Linked DNA regions of Lactuca sativa: region 2 is linked to region 1. Evidence: chromatin contacts called from public Hi-C data. All regions are on one chromosome and are shown on one strand. Each heading gives the region's core, a stretch centred on a gene start, on an enhancer-like site or on the middle of the called end of the contact. The rest is flanking DNA. Distances are from core to core; before and after follow the strand shown.

Region 1 (3,776 bases), core at 771-3,270:
TTAAATCTAATAAATTAAGTATAATATATTAAAAGTTAAAGACATAACTTTATAAGTAGAAGTAAATATATTATTTTAAAATTGAAGTTTTGTATATATTTATGATTACACTTTGGTTTGATATTTATTTAACCTTATTAACTAACTTATAAATATTATTAGAAATAAATTGAAAAGTCATGGGAGTTTCAAATGAATATGGTAAAAGGAAAAATACATGAGAGTTTCAAATGAATGTGGTGAAAGGAAAAATACTTCCTTTATAATATGATATATATATATATATATATATATATATATATATATATATATATATATATATATGAGGATATCCTTTCTAATAAATGAAGATGTTTTTTGCCACTTGTCAAATTCTCAAGAGTTTTGACACATGTAATTTTATGAGAGTTTTAGAATTATTATTTTCCACTTGACAACTTTTAGGAATTTCTATTTTTTAAAATAAAATTCTACAAAATTCTAACGAGTTTTATAAGTAAAAAAACCATTATATTAATTTGATAATAAAGTCCCATAAAATGCTCTAAAAAATATTTGATTTCTTTTATAAATGTTCTAAAAAATTAAATTATGTAATGTAAAAATGTTATTTTATAAAATATTTAATGTTTAAATATTGATATTAAATTTTTATTTTTAATAAACCAATATAGTATACTAGTCTCACACCTAAAATATTACATGGTTTATTTTTAATAAACCAGTATAGTATACCAGTATAGTATACTAGTCTCACACCTAAAATATTACATGTGTTCATGTATATAAAATCATTATTCTAATAAAAGAATAGTTTTATTCTCCTTTTGACATGTGTCACCTTATTAGGTCTTTTAATTAATGCATATTTTATTCTTCTTTTGCCATGAATCATCCTATTAAGTTTTCTAATTAATACATGTCACTTGTCAATCTATTAATTTTTCATTTCAAATTTCAAATTTCAAATTTTCCACTCTAATTACATTAAATTAATAACATTAGAATAAAAACTACAATAAAATTAATACAAATTATAAAGTGATGTAATTTCATATATTTATTTAATTTGATGATTATAATTTTATATAATAAAAAAAACTCTTAATTAATAATTTATTTAAAATAATTGATTAATAATTTTGAATTTTTATATTATGAAAGTTTATTTAATTTTGTAACCATGGTTCCCACAGTAGGGGTGAGCGCAGTGCGGTTCGGTGCGGTTATTAGCCAAAACCTCACCACTAACCGCAAATGCGGTTAATCCAATTTCAAAACCGCATGGTGCGGTTATTTTTGTGGAGCGGTTAGGCGGTTATTTTTGCGGTGCGGTTTTGTTTTTTCTGTGTTGCGGTTATTAACCGCATGGATTTGGTGCATTTATTTTGTGTAGTCTTTAACCACAGTTTAGAGCTCAAATTGTTTTAAGAGTTCAAACATATTACTTGTAATAAAAAAAAACCATAAGGTATAAGACAATTAACTATTTAACTTAAACCACAAACAACTAATATCTTAAAAACGTCAAATCAATTGTAAATAACAATAAATATCTTAAAATTGTCTAATTTCATCCTTTTTTCAAAATGAAACATAAGAAAAAACCAACATTTTTGTCTTCTAGTAATGTGTACGTCTTCAATTCATTAAACCTGTCTTATTTTTAATATTTAACAAACTAATAATTGATAAAAAAAATTGTATATAATATATGCGGTGCGGTGCGGTTTTTTTGTGGTTTTTGGAAACTAATAACCGCACCGCACCGCAAATTTGCGGTTTTTGAAAAACAGAAAACCTCACCGTCGGTTTTTATTGCGGTTGCGGTTTTTCGGTTGCGGTTTATGCGGTTTTTACGGTTAATTTTAGTTGCGGTGCGGTTTTTGCTCACCCCTATCCCACAGGTACCCCTATCCCACAGGTTATAAACGGGTAATAAAATATGTAAATGTTGGAGAAAGAATAAAGGTAAGTAATATTAAATTAAATACCGTGACAGGGCCAACTTAGAAATCTTCGAACTTAACAACTTAAGAAATCTTTTCAAAACTCACCAAACAAGATGTCGATCCAAAAAACCCTCCAAAACCTCAAATGTATCAAGAAGTATGGCAACCTTCCTACCAACACCCACCGGAAAGTTGCCGAGGTCGTCATCTCCTACGCATCCAAAACAACCACAAACACTGAAACCCCTGCTGCCGTTTTCTCCACCCTTACTTCCGACACAGTTAGATTGGTTCTCTCAGACAGGCGTATAAAGACTCGCGAATGCCTATCGTTCTTCAACGTCATCTCAGAAAACCGATCTTTAATCCCGTTCACGATCGAAATAGAACACTACGTGACACTAATTCACAGGGCGATAAACTCAAGAAAGTTTGAAGATGCCGAGACTCTTATAAATTCATTAGCAAATGATGGAAATCTCAGGTACCCATTTTCAGATGTAGTTTCCCTTGCCGAGAGCCAAGGTTTTGATTCTAGGATTTTGTCAACATTGTTTAATTTGATGCTAAAAGTTTATTCGGATAGTGGGAAGTTCTTTGCGGCTTTTGAGACTTTCAATTATATGAGAAACAACGGGATTACAATTGATGAGAGGACGTGTGGTATTTACTTGACTGCACTCCTGAGATGTGAACATTTAGGATTAGGTTTAGTTTTCTTTTACAAAATTGTGGAATCTGGTATGGATGTTTCGATTGTGATTGACGGATTGTGTCAAAATGGGGAGATCAGAAGGGCTAGACAATTAGTTGAGGCTGTGTGCAGGAGTGTTGAACCTAATGTGATTACTTTCAATACTTTAGTCAATGCATGCTGCGAAAGAAAGAATCTTAAAGAGTTGGATTTGGTATTACTGTTGATGGAGAAGCAAGGAGTGGAGCGTAATTTGGAAACCTACAAGCTTATAATAGATGGGTTTTTGAGCTTTGGGAATCTGGGGGGTGCTGAAAGGATGATTGCGGAGATGCATGACAAAGATTTCCACGTGGGGATCTATCTGTGGAATTCAATCATTCACAAGTACTGTAAATCAGGTAGGATGGAGAGTGCATTCCAAGTGTTCGATGAAATGCTTCATAGAGGTGCTGCTCCTAATGCACATACATTTCATATCATGGTTAGTGGGATTTGTGGGATTGAGAAAATGGAGGCTGCAAAGGAGTTAGAAAAGAAGATAGTGAGGAATGAGATTGAGTTGGACCATGATATTTTCAGTGATTTGATCAATGGGTGTTGTAAAAAGGAGAAGCTTGATGATATTATTGACCTGCTTTCAACAATGGAAAAGAAAATTGACAACCTTCCATCAACCTCCCAAGTAGCTTACCTGAAAATTGCTGAGGTCATCATCTCCTCTGCCACCCAAATATCCACCGCCACTAAAACCACCGCTGCCATTCTCTCCACCCTTACTCCCAACATTGTCAGATTGGTCCTCTCAAACCGGCGAATCAAGACTGGAAGATGCCTATCATTCTTCAACATCATCTCAGAAAATCAATCTCTAATCCCATTCAAGATCGAAACAGAACACTATTTAACACTAATTTGCAGGACGATAAAGTCATTTAAGTTTGAAGATGCAGAGACTCTTATAAATTCATTAGCCAACGAGGGGAATCTCAGGCACCCATTTTCAAATGTAGTTTCTTTTGCTGAAAGTCAATGTCTTGATCCTGGAATTTTGTCAAAAATGTTCAATTTGATGCTAAAAGTTTATACGGATAGTGGGAAATTCGTTGCAGCTTATGAGACTTTCAGTT
Region 2 (3,776 bases), core at 442-2,941, 170 kb after region 1:
TTGAATTAATACTACATACCACCATTCCTTCTTCAACATCAACAGTTGTCTCCAAGGAGGATGACGATTCGATGGACAACTCACCATCTAGTCCAACCTTGTCCATGGCATCAGCAATGGTGGTTCCGATATCATCATTTCCAACAGACAACGATGCAATGGCTTTGATATCATCATGACCTTTAACAGGTGTGGCTTTCTTTTGAAGCTCCTGAACCAGAGCAGCTACAGTTTTGTCAATGCCTTTCTTCACTGAGACTGCATTAGCACCAGAGGTGACACTTGCGATACCGAGTTGGATTATTTCACGTGCAATAACCGATGCGGTTGTTGTCCCATCACCAGCTGACTCCTTGGTTTTGCTTGCAACCTATGAAACAAAACTTCAAAGTTGTCAAAACAAATTGTAGAAAAGATAAAGCACATGTATACAATAGTCAAACCTCTCTAATAAGACTAGCGCCAGCGTTTTCATTGACATTGGGTAGCTCAATAGAACTGCCAATTGAAAAGCCATCACTAACAATCTTTGGGGCACCACCATCTTTCACAATCACAACATCCCGTCCTATACAGAATAAGAATGGCAATATTATGAAATTTTGAAAATGACGCTTGCTGTAACCAACTAGTGCTCGTTAACCAGAAATTCATAATCGAAAATTTAAATTTAAATTAAAGAGCACTTAATAAACCATTAACGACTGATTGGTTAAGACAATAATAATGATAAGTAGTGATGATATGATACCTTTAGGGCCAAGACTAAGAGCAACGGCATCGGCAAGTATATTGAGACCGGCCTGTATACCCGCTCTGCCACTCTCATCATAGGCAAGACCGTAAGCCTGGGCGCGAACCGAGAACCGGCGAAAATGAGATTGCTTCATCTTCGGCGCAATCCGGAATTGACTAACACCTCCATTACCATTTCTCAGTCTCCCCTGCTGCTGTTGCTCATAACAACAGAATCCCACATAAATAACACACATAAAGATGGAACGATCAGATTTAACTCGAGTTTATACAAGAACATACCTGTTTATAGGAAGAGATTATAGAAGCTGTAGAAATTGCATTAGCAGATGCCATGAGAGAGTTGTTGAGTCGTAGATAAGAGCGAGGTGTTAGAATGGTGTTGTAGCAAAGAGTGAGGGTTGGGTTTTATGATGGAGTGAGAAGGGGCTGCAGAAGATTCGATTATCTTCCATATCCAGATCTGGTTGTTGACTTGTTGCCAGCGTTTTAATATGGAGTGATAAACGCGGTATTCGATCATCTTCCATATCCAGATCTCATATCTCATTCCAGCTCCCGAGATTGACAAATTGTGATTATATTATTGGGTTATTGGCTTGTTGCAAGGGTTTTAAGATGGAGGAGGAGCTTCAACAAGATTAAATCATCTCCATATCCAGATCTCATGGGATCTCACATTGTGTAGATTGACCATTTGGGATTATATTATTGGCTTTGTTGCATGGGAGTGAGATTCGATGATCCCCGTTCCATATCCATGTGGACCATATCCATATCTCAGATCACAACTCCCGATCTCCCATATGTGTAGAATGGCAATTTTTGATTATATTATTGGATTGTTGCCACGATTTTAAGATGGAGTGAGAAGAATCATCATATCGCGATATCTATATCCAGCTCCGGCTCCAACGCTCTCCCATCTTTGTGATTATATTACGGTTATCTTTAAAAAAAAAAAAAAAAAAAAATCTCATCGTCAAATGACTCACATCTATCACCGTCACTTTTAACACTACCATCTTACAATACTATCAAAATTCAAAACTGATGACCTAAAATAAAAATTAAATTGTTATTATTTTAGACCTAATTTAGTAATTTCCTTATTTAGTTAAGATATTATGTTAAATTTCCTTAAATTCAACCTAAAATTAGCAAATCGACCCAAATTAGCAAGGATTTTCGACATCTATGAAAATCTTGTTTTAGCATAAGCCCAACTACATAAATGTGAGTCATCTACAAAAATATGTCAAAAGTCTATTTTTCTGGAAAAGGCTAATGTCATAAAAACCTTCAAGTTTTCAGGGTTTTGTCGGTTTTGCCTAAAGTTGAATTTTATGTCCCTTTTTACGCTAACATTTTCCAAAAAATGTTCGGTTTTACCTTTTTACCGGTGATAACAGATTACCATTATATTAACTTCGCAAAAAAAAAACCTTAAGTTTTCAGTTTTTTTATGTTTTTACCCTTAAGTTTATAATTTTTAACACTTTAACCTATATATTTTTTTTTTCCATATTATACGTATTCAATCAGAGAAATCATATTTATAAACAAAAAAATTTTAATTAAATATTGAATTTACATTTTTTAATGTTAATTCATTATATATATATATATATATATATATATATATATATATATATATATATATATATATATATATATATGTGTGTGTGTGTGTGTGTGTATGAGTTTTTTTTCTTGGATAAACCATTTAAGATGTAAAAAAACAAATTAATATGTTTTTAGAACTAAAAATACATATTTTTATGTATTTAAACATATACATATCAATAAAAAAACATGTTCATTCATAAACATGTTTATATAAGTATATACATATATTTTTAGAAGTGTAAATATGTATTTTGATATATGTTTTTTTTAAGTATAAATATATTTTAGAAGTATAGATACGTAGTAATATATAAAAATATAAAAATATGTATTTATACTTCTAAAAACTATATCTATAAAATATATATTCATAATTCTAAAAGTATTATTTATCTTTTTAAATGGTATAGCCATGCAAAAACACAAATACACACAATCAAACAAATATATATATATATATATATATATATATATATATATATATACAAATACAATATTTAATTAAATATTTTTTCGTATATAAATACGATTTTTCTGCATGAATATGTATATTATGAAAAAAATATACTTAGGGTAAAAGTGTAAAAAAAATTATAAACTTAAGGGTAAAAACGCAAAAAAATGGTAAACCTAAGGGTTTTTATGCGAATTTAATATAATGGTAACCTGAAAAACCTGTTATCACCAGTAAAAGGGTAAAACCGAACATTTTTTCGAAAATATTTGGGTAAAAACGGACATAAATTTCAACTTTGGGCAAAACCGACAAAACCCTAAAAACTTGAGGGTTTTTATGACATTAACCCTTCTGGAAAAAAAAGTATTGTCATGTCAAGTGGAAAACAAAAACTAGAGTTCGTATTGCGAAAACCCGTTATTAAATGGTTACTTTACAATATATCGCATTGTTAAAAAATCATTACCTTTCTTTGTCTTTGTTAGAAAAAATTCCTATATTTCTCTATCTGATTTTGTTAGGAAAATCCATCATATTTTTTTGTTTGGTTTTGTTAAGAAAACATGAGTTCAAATATTCATGTTGTTCTAATAGAAAACAAAAAATTGACAGCAACTAACCTTGTTTTGTAAGATTTACATTTTTGCCCTTTGACCCAAAAACAAACAATGACAATAACCAAGCAAGATGGAAGTAAATAGAGAATAACAACATATTTACGTGGTTCAACAAGCTTGCCTACATCCACACCAGAAGAGAGCGTATTTTTTATTCGGTTAAGAGATTGACTTCACTTTTCCCTCTACAATATGTAAAAATCTGCTCTAACCCCTACTTCCTTTTAATAAGTATTACATTACAAATGATGCATGGACCTTTTAATGGGCTAGAATTATTGGGCCAGAAACTTAATGTTCTAGGCCGACTCAAGCTT

What was found. Hi-C and Micro-C count contacts between places; a contact is called where the count stands out from the background.
Region 2: a Hi-C map of seed shows a contact between it and region 1, with 3 times the contacts expected there. The contact joins the promoter of LOC111901465 here to the promoter of LOC111901463 in region 1. A contact is called at or near these places in 2 of 4 Hi-C or Micro-C datasets (leaf and seed).

Annotation. Positions count from the first base shown.
Region 1 is chr2:191,949,030-191,952,805 of Lsat_Salinas_v11, forward strand. It overlaps LOC111901463 (pentatricopeptide repeat-containing protein At2g28050), which reads left to right and starts at 2,021. Exons shown (of 1, transcript XM_023897315.3): 1 at 2,021-3,776. The coding sequence starts at 2,066.
Region 2 is chr2:192,116,815-192,120,590 of Lsat_Salinas_v11, forward strand. LOC111901465 (ruBisCO large subunit-binding protein subunit alpha) reads right to left here and starts at 1,692. Exons shown (of 6, transcript XM_023897318.3): 1 at 1,039-1,692; 2 at 752-947; 3 at 444-568; 4 at 20-370. The coding sequence starts at 1,092.